Regions from separate parts of the Pan troglodytes genome. Here region 1 is linked to region 2. A link is a contact called in public HiChIP or PLAC-seq data. All regions are on one chromosome and are shown on one strand. Each heading gives the region's core, a stretch centred on a gene start, on an enhancer-like site or on the middle of the called end of the contact. The rest is flanking DNA. Distances are from core to core; before and after follow the strand shown. Region 1 holds the start of ALDH3A2 (aldehyde dehydrogenase 3 family member A2). Region 2 holds the start of B9D1 (B9 domain containing 1).

Region 1 (3,875 bases), core at 80-2,579, 290 kb after region 2:
GGAGAGTTTCCAAGACAAAACTCCAATTCAGGTGCTTACCTAGGAATAGGGTCCAGGCTCAAGACTGCTCTTTTAGCATTTTAGAGGGAGAAAAAAAACTCAGACTCACCTTCCCTGCTGGAAGCCAGATGAAATTCCAGAAAGGAGTTGCCTCCCCTCCATCGTCAGGGAGGCAGGAAAACGCACCTTCTTTGTTGGGAGTAAGTAAAACTGCAGACAAAGAGGTGTACAGCAAAATAAACTTTAGATCTCAACCAAATTTTGGGACATCAGGGATTCTCTGGAGTGGGGAGCTCCCAGGCCTCAGCAAATTGTCCTGTTTGAGCAATAAAAATAGCCCAAGCTGGTACCAAGCACTGATAGATTTGTCAAAGGTCAGGGCCACCTCCACTGAGTCACTTCCTTTGGCTGCCAGCTTGTAAACCAAAACCAGCTCTCAATCAATTTGGAAGTTTATTTTGCCAAGGTTAAGGACATGCTTGGGAGGGAGGTCTGTGCCTTCATCTAAAGATGATTTTGAGGGCTTCAATATTTAAAAGGGAGGAGCGGGCTGGAGGGGAAAGAGGGAGAACATGGTCATTACTGAATCCACACATTGCACAAATAGAAAAAGGAACAGGCAGGGGAATAGTCAATTATGTATTTGCCTCCTGCTGTGTAAATCAGCACTTCAGTAAGATAAGGTGAGGACAGAGCAGCTACCTGTGGGGACATTTAACCTTTTATCTGTAGCTATCTGCTTAGGGACATAGAGAAAGGCAGTTTCTTGCATGACTCAGCTTTTTGCTTAATTTTTTCCTTTTGGCATAGTGAATTGGGCTCCCACGGTTTTTGTTGTTTTGTACATAAGCGGAGAGTTCATTTGGGCCAGGGCCCCGAGTTATTTTCTTTTCACAAATATACCCTTTAGAGTTCAGAGGAAAGGCTGGGATTAGAGCCTTCTGTGAGCACTATTCATGGGATTACATGAGGGAGTGGCTGTGAAAAGAGGGCCCCGGACTAAGCCCTGGGCACCTGAACAAGTGAGAGGTCAGGAAGGGGAGAAAAATCCAGCAAAGGAACCCCAGAGGACCCGGCCACTGAGCTAAAAAGAAAAGTGCAGAAGAGTGCAGGGAAATGGTAAAGAAAAGAAAGCTTTCCACAAGACAGGACCGATCAGCTGAGCCAACTGCTGCTGAGTACAGTGATGAGAGCTGAAGTCTCTCGCCCGAAAGGCAATAAGGCGGGAGGGGGAAACCTGAGGGCAGCGGGTTCTCTCTTGGGAGCGGGAACACGGAACCATGGGCAGCGAGGCAAATGCAGCCTGGGGAGAAGCTCTGAGTAACGGACGTGCGAGGATGATGCTTGTGCAAGAAGGAAATGACCGCTGTCCCGGCTCCGCGGGAGACGAACCCCGGCTTCCCGCCCTCAGGGACTAGCTCTCCAGGGAACTGGGACGGTCAGTGCCGGTCGAGGCAGCTCCTCGCTGAAGGAAGGAGCAGGGGACAGGGAAGCGGAATGGGGAGCGCTAGGCCTCCAACTACGTCCATCTGGCCATGTTTGAAGAGCCACAAAATGGAGGAGGGAACCCCTCAGAGCGTGCCAGAGCGGAGACGGCTCTCCGTCGCAGTCGGGGCGCTTCCGGCAGGGCGCCCACTCCCAGCCGAGCGCCCTCCGCCTGCTCCTCCAGGATTCCTGTTCGCCCTTTCTGGGGCCGCCCCAGGGCGCTCTCAGCAGGATGGCCAACACCTTCCCTCCATCCCTACACCCCGCCGCCCCCGGGCCCGTGGCCGCGCTCGGCTCCCGCACTGCTCACTCCACCCCCTTCATCCAGCCCGCTGCCAGAGCCGGGGAGAGGGCGGGGGCCGCGTGGGCGAGGCCGTGGACAGCGGCTGTCACGTGGGCCGCCCAGGCCAATAGGGGTGAGGCTTTGGGTCGAGCTCAGTCCTCCCCCGGCGCCTCCGACTGGCAGTGGGACTCAGCGGGCGTGGAGGTCGCGGCTGAGCGAGTGAGCCCTGGGCGAGTGAATTGTGGCTGTGGGTTGACGGTGGAGACACCCCCCGGAGGGAGGCGAAGGGAAGGGAGGCGAGGCCTGCACCTGCATCTTCCCGCCTCCCACGCCCCAGCGCCCCCGGACCGTGCAGTTCTCTGCAGGACCAGGCCATGGAGCTCGAAGTCCGGCGAGTCCGACAGGCGTTCCTGTCCGGCCGGTCGCGACCTCTGCGGTTTCGGCTGCAGCAGCTGGAGGCCCTGCGGAGGATGGTGCAGGAGCGCGAGAAGGATATCCTGGCGGCCATCGCCTCCGACCTGTGCAAGGTACGCACGCGTGCGGCGGGGTGTGGGGAAACTGGCCCCCGCCGCGCCCTTGTGGACTGGAGCTTCGGCTGGGTTTTGTTTTTGCTTTTACATTTCGAATTACTCCAGCACTGGGAGTATGATCTCCAGCAATACAGATAAAGCCAAAGTTCCCGCAGACTTTCCCGGTCCTCTAGCACTTAGAAGGGCATATGTTACCTAGCTTCTGTGGTTCCTTTTCTGCCTTTTCTATTCTTGTCCATTTTTCTGTTACATTTGTGGTTCTTTTCCTTATGATGTGTAGGAACTCTTTGTATATTCTGGATTTAAGTAATTTGTCAGTTTACCGTATTGTGGATACTTTCTTTGGGTTTCTTTCTTTTCTTTTTTTTTTAAGCCAAATTTAGCAGTGGGAGAGTTGCATACCAACTTGAGTAACAGTAATATTAATAAGTTCTGAATAACCCATTACCATCAGACCAGCCTCTGGGTCTATTTCTTGTCTTTTAGCTTTGTTTATGGTTTCTTTGTTAGAGTTTTGTTTTTAAGTTATAGTTGCACTCAAATTTTTCTTCATAACTTTGTGTATTATTAGGTCAGTTCTCCTCAAATTTTAATGCACTAACAGTCACCTGGGGATCTTGTTAAAATGCAGATTATGGTTCAGTATGTCGGGGGTGGGATCTGAGATTCCAAGTTTCTAACAAGGTCCCCAGTGATATCATATGCCTCTTTTGGAAGCACGCTTTGTGTAGCAAAGTTTTTATTGTTTTGATTTGTGTGTGTGGTTTTTTTGTTTGTTTGCTTGTTTTGTTTTGCTTCTAAGTCTCACTGTGTCTCCCAGGCTGGAGTGCAGTGGTGCGATCTCGGCTCACTGCAACCTCCATCTCTTGGGTTCAAGCGATTCTCTTGCCTCAGCCTCCTCAGTAGCTGGGATTACAGGTGTGCGCCACCACGCCCGGCTAATTTTTGTATTTTTAGTAGAGATGGAGTTTCACCATGTTGACCAAGCTGGTCCTGAACTCCTGGCCTCAAGTGATCCGCCTGCCTGGGCCTCCCAAAGTGCTGGGATTACAGGTGTGAGCCACCACCCCTGGCCTGTGGTAGCAAAGTTTTAAGTAGTGTTTTAGGGTGTAAGTATATTCCTGTATGTTTGCTGATAATATTGTTACTTTTTTTTTTTTTTTAAAGAGACAGGGTCTCCCTTTGTTACCCAGGCTGAAGTGCAGTGACTCAATCATAACTCACTGCAGCCTCCAACTCCTAGGCTCAAGCAGTCCTCCTGCCCCAACCTCCCAGATACTAGGACTACAGGCATGAGGCTATCATCTTGTTTTTTTTTTGTTTTTTTTTTTTCTTGAGGCGGAGTCTTGCTCTTTCGCCCAGGCCGGACTGCAGTGGTGCTCTTTTGGCTCACTGCAAGCTCCACCTCCCGGGTTCACACCATTCTCCTGCCTCAGCCTCCCAAGTAGCTGGGACTACAGGCGCCCGCCACCGTGCCCGGCTAATTTTTTGTATTTTTAGTAGAGATGGGGTTTCACTGTGTTAGCCAGGATGGTCTCCATCTCCTGACCTTGTGATCCGCCCGCCTCAGCCTCCCA
Region 2 (4,011 bases), core at 15-2,514:
AGCAGAGCAGGGAGGAACAGTGTGACTGTCAGTGTGTGTGTGGCGGGGGGGGGTCGCTGATGCTGAGAGCACAGACACATGTGACTCAGCCCAGCCGAGAGCCCCTAATAGGAAAGGACAGGAGAGTGGGGAAAGACGGTCTTAGGCACTAGGCTAAGGCAGAGGCGGACAGGGTGGGAGCATGTAGTATCCCTGATGAAATAGGAAGGCAGGAGACACCTACAAAGCATCAGGCCCTGTCAGAGCCTTACCCAAACTGTCTCAGTCAATCCTCACAATAATATTATAAAATAATAATAAACACCACCTCCAACAGCCTGGAAGGACAGTGTAGTGAAGCTTTGAGGTCAGATAGGCGTGGGTTCAATTCCCAGACAGGCCAGTTCCTTTGGTATATTTCCCCAGCTGTAAAATGGGGGTGTTAGTAGTGCCTATCTGGTAAGGCTGTAAGGGTGGACCAGTGCGGAGCACCGACTTTGGGACATATTGAGGACTTGGTGAGCGTTGGTTTATATTTACAATAAATGATTCCTCTAAAGTGTAGGGGGATGGGGAATAGCGTCCCTCGGGCCTGGCAGGCACACCTTCCTTGGGTCAATTCCAGGCCACCACCATTGTTGGATGGTTGGATTCGAACCCGAGTTCAAGGATCTGGGGATTCAGAACGCGGGACAGTAACTCCACACGGGACACAGCGCAAATGCTGGAAACTCGGCCAAGCCTCGGCTCCTCGCGTTAACCCCAGGAGGCTCCTGCCAGTGATCCAAGCAAGTGGGCATGACCCGTGCGAGGGCCCACAGGCTTGCCCGAGTGTGACCTCGGTACTAGCTCAACATCTCGAGGTCTGCTTCTATTCCTGCACATCGGGACTCAGGGTCCGGGCAACCTCGCGCCAAGCTCTCCAATGCTGGCTCCCCTCCCCCGCCTAACCGAGAGGCTCAGAGGAATGACGTGGCTCTCCGGGGGCCACAGGGCAGCCCGGGGGGTTGCGGGAAGGGCCCCGGGGGACGCTGGGGGGCGGGCCCCGGCGGGGTCCACGGCCGCTCACCTGGGCGCTCTCCACCTGCCCGTTGACCATGAGTAGAAAGACGCTAGGACTCGCGGTCGCCATGGCAGGTCTGGGGGTTCCGGGGGGACCCACCTAGGCCGCGCGCGGTTGCTAAGAGACGCCGGCGTTGCCCTAGAAACAGACGGCGTAGCGCGCAGGACACGTTTCTTGGCAGCGACACCTTCGCGAAGGCCACGCGAGTGCGCGTGTCGCATGCGCAGGCGCAGTGAACGGGCGCCGTTATAAGGGGGCGGGGCACAAGGGGCGGGGCTCCACACCGAGGCTCCACCCCTCCTTAGGGCAGGTATGACCGAGACCTGGGGCGGGAGCGTTGACCTGTCGGGTAAAGCCAGCCCTACCGCTCGACTCAGTTGCACGCGCAGGGAGTGTGTGTTCACTCTGACTCGGCCCGGCTCCCCGTCCCCGCCGAAGCGCAGAGGCGAATGAGAGCTGAGTCCTGGGGAGCAGCGCTCCGACTCACGCCCGCAGCAAGCCGAGTGTTTAAAATACATTCAGCCACTAGATGTCGCTGTGGCCCCACCGCGAGGACGCGGAGGGAGGCGCTGCAGAGCACGGGCGACGTGACCACAGCTGTCGGGGCTAACTCTGGAATGCCGGGTGCTCGGAGGAGGCTCCCCAGCTGGGGCCAAGCAGCGTCCAAGCAGGTGAAAAGGATGCGCCCCTGTGGCTTGGAGACGCTTGCCCTCGAAAAAGTTTATTAAACAAACTTGGGAGGGACCTCAAGAATCCTTACATCCAAGCCATCGCTCTTTAGTTCGAAGCTGGGGAAACTGAGGCCCGCAGCGGGCGGCGCCTGGCACCCCAATCAGCCAGCGCTCAGGGGAGTTGCTAGCCAAAATCCACGAATCTGTCAAGATACAGTCTTGTATCTTAGTGGCCTGTCACAGAGTAAGCACTTGGTAACTACTAACTTGTTGATAAATGAATAATTGAAGACATCTCCATTTTACAGAGGAGGAAACAGATTCAGATGGCAAAGGCAGGTAAGTAGCTAAGTCAGGATTCAAACCCAGGACTCCAGAGGCTAACAACCCTCACTGCCTCTGTCTTGTCCTGGGCCAGCCCCAACAGCATCTGTTGGCAGAGGTGTCAAAGGAGACGTTGGAGACATTATCTTGGATCCAGGAAATGAAGGGATTCACAGGTGTGTAGACTCCCGGGAGGCCAGGCTCCGAGCAGGGACCCCAGGTCATCACATTCTGCAGCTTCTAGCTTGGGAGCAGACTAGGGGAGTCCCATCAACCATCTGCACGAGGGAGGGAAGGAGCAGTCTCAGCCCAGCCTGCACCCACTGAACCACCCCCTGCCTGGTGAGCAAAGATATTTGATCAGGGGAGGGAGGCAGCGGGTAACCAGTTCACACATCTGACAAGAGCAGCTGGGGGAGGGGACGGGTGGGCTGGTGGCCCAAGTGCTGCACCCAGAGCCCAAGACAGGGCCCATTTCCCCTCCTGGAGAGGGGGTCATACTCCCTTCTTCCCCCGCTGTGTCCATCTCTTTCCAGTTAAAGTGCTTTCTCCCACACATTCTATCAGTCTCACCCAATTATTTCCTCCCTTTGGCCTTTGAGGCTCGGTATTGCACACAAGTTAGTTTTCAGCAAAATGCTTGTAGTTATCGAATAACTGGGGGCTCCCAGTAGTTTAAGACCTGGCTATACCAAAGGCGGCCCCACATTCAAATAGGACATAATGGGGGAGTCTCCCCAAGGGGTGGGAAGTTCTAGGGTGGCCTTCAGGGGTACAAATAAGCCCGACCCCTGGGTGTTGGGGAATGGAAGACTCCAGGATAGGATGGGCGGGTGACCAGGCCTAACTTTAACAAGTCTAGTGGCATTAGAAGCGACTTTAGGGGAGGGGTCTCAGGGGCTTGCATAGGGGCTTGCATAGGGCCTGCTAGAATCCTTACCACCAGTTCAAGGGCCCAGTGGAGAGCCTGGTGTACTAGAAGTCCTTGGGCAGGCTGTCCTTCAGGTCAGGACAGTCAGGTTGGAGGAGAAGGTAGTTTCTGCAGATGCTGACACGCAGCGATCTCAGCAGGACACTCTGCAGCTCTTGGGGTGGGATGTAGGGATCTGCAATGGGGTGGGGCAGACCCTCAGCCCAGCTGACATCCAGCAGATCTGCACCAGTCCAGCCATGCTGGTTGTTAACATATATTGCCGAGCTTCCCTGCCTGTGCCTGTGCCAAGTCTCTCCACCCCCAAATGCCTTCCTGGGCTCCTAGACATTCCTCGCTCCCACCTCACTCTTAGTACAGCTCTGTCCTCTGGTACACTCCCACGCAGTCCCCTCAGGGAAGCTTCCAGCACATTGGGCAGGCAGGGCTGTCAGCCATTGGGCAGGGGTGAGGCTGGAAGCTGGCTCGAGCAGAGCAGGTGTCAGCGCCAGCCCTCTTCCCTGCATGCCTATGGCCATGGTGCTGCCGGGCAGCTGGCCAGAGCCCCTGCAGGGTCCCAAGCTCCACCCTGGCCATCTGCCTCCCCCAGTCTCTCAACCATCCCAGGCTTCTGCTCCCATCCTTACTGAAATCGGGTTCAAACCCCTGGCCCCAGCAGAGCTGTCTCAGGAAGAGGGAACAGTGGGATTGAGTGGCCAGGGGGACAGGCTGCACAGCGCTGGTGAGCGACGGAGGCCTTGCCCCTTGCCAGTTGTGCCAGGACCAGGCTACCAAACCCAGAGCCCTCGGGCCCTGCTGAGGACAAGAGCAGCTCCCCCATGGTAACTTGATCTCACAAGAGTCCATCTGCAGTCGATCTGGACCCAAGGTCACACTGAAGTGGGACCAAGGCCAACTGTGGAGAGAGGAGGTGAAGGGGAGGTGGGGAGCTGGAGAGGCTGGGGGCCACCCTCCTGGAGCCCCTCTCCACCACCCCTCCTGGCTGTGCACCCACCTGTCAAAGCAGTTGGCGCCTGTGAGCACCCACTCTTGGGAGATGAGGG

What was found. HiChIP or PLAC-seq counts read pairs in DNA pulled down with a chosen protein or histone mark.
Region 1: a contact with region 2 is called in an H3K4me3 HiChIP or PLAC-seq map of stem cell-derived excitatory neurons, with 2.6 times the contacts expected there. The contact joins the promoter of ALDH3A2 here to the promoter of B9D1 in region 2. A contact is called at or near these places in 1 of 7 Hi-C or Micro-C datasets (induced pluripotent stem cells) and 1 of 1 datasets of contacts at active chromatin or transcription factors (stem cell-derived excitatory neurons).

What each region holds. Positions count from the first base shown.
Region 1 is chr19:52,238,963-52,242,837 of NHGRI_mPanTro3-v2.0_pri, forward strand. It overlaps ALDH3A2 (aldehyde dehydrogenase 3 family member A2), which reads left to right and starts at 1,330. Exons shown (of 12, transcript XR_010153252.1): 1 at 1,330-1,987; 2 at 2,106-2,295.
Region 2 is chr19:51,952,096-51,956,106 of NHGRI_mPanTro3-v2.0_pri, forward strand. B9D1 (B9 domain containing 1) reads right to left here and starts at 1,265. Exons shown (of 6, transcript XM_016932250.3): 1 at 1,049-1,265. The coding sequence starts at 1,111.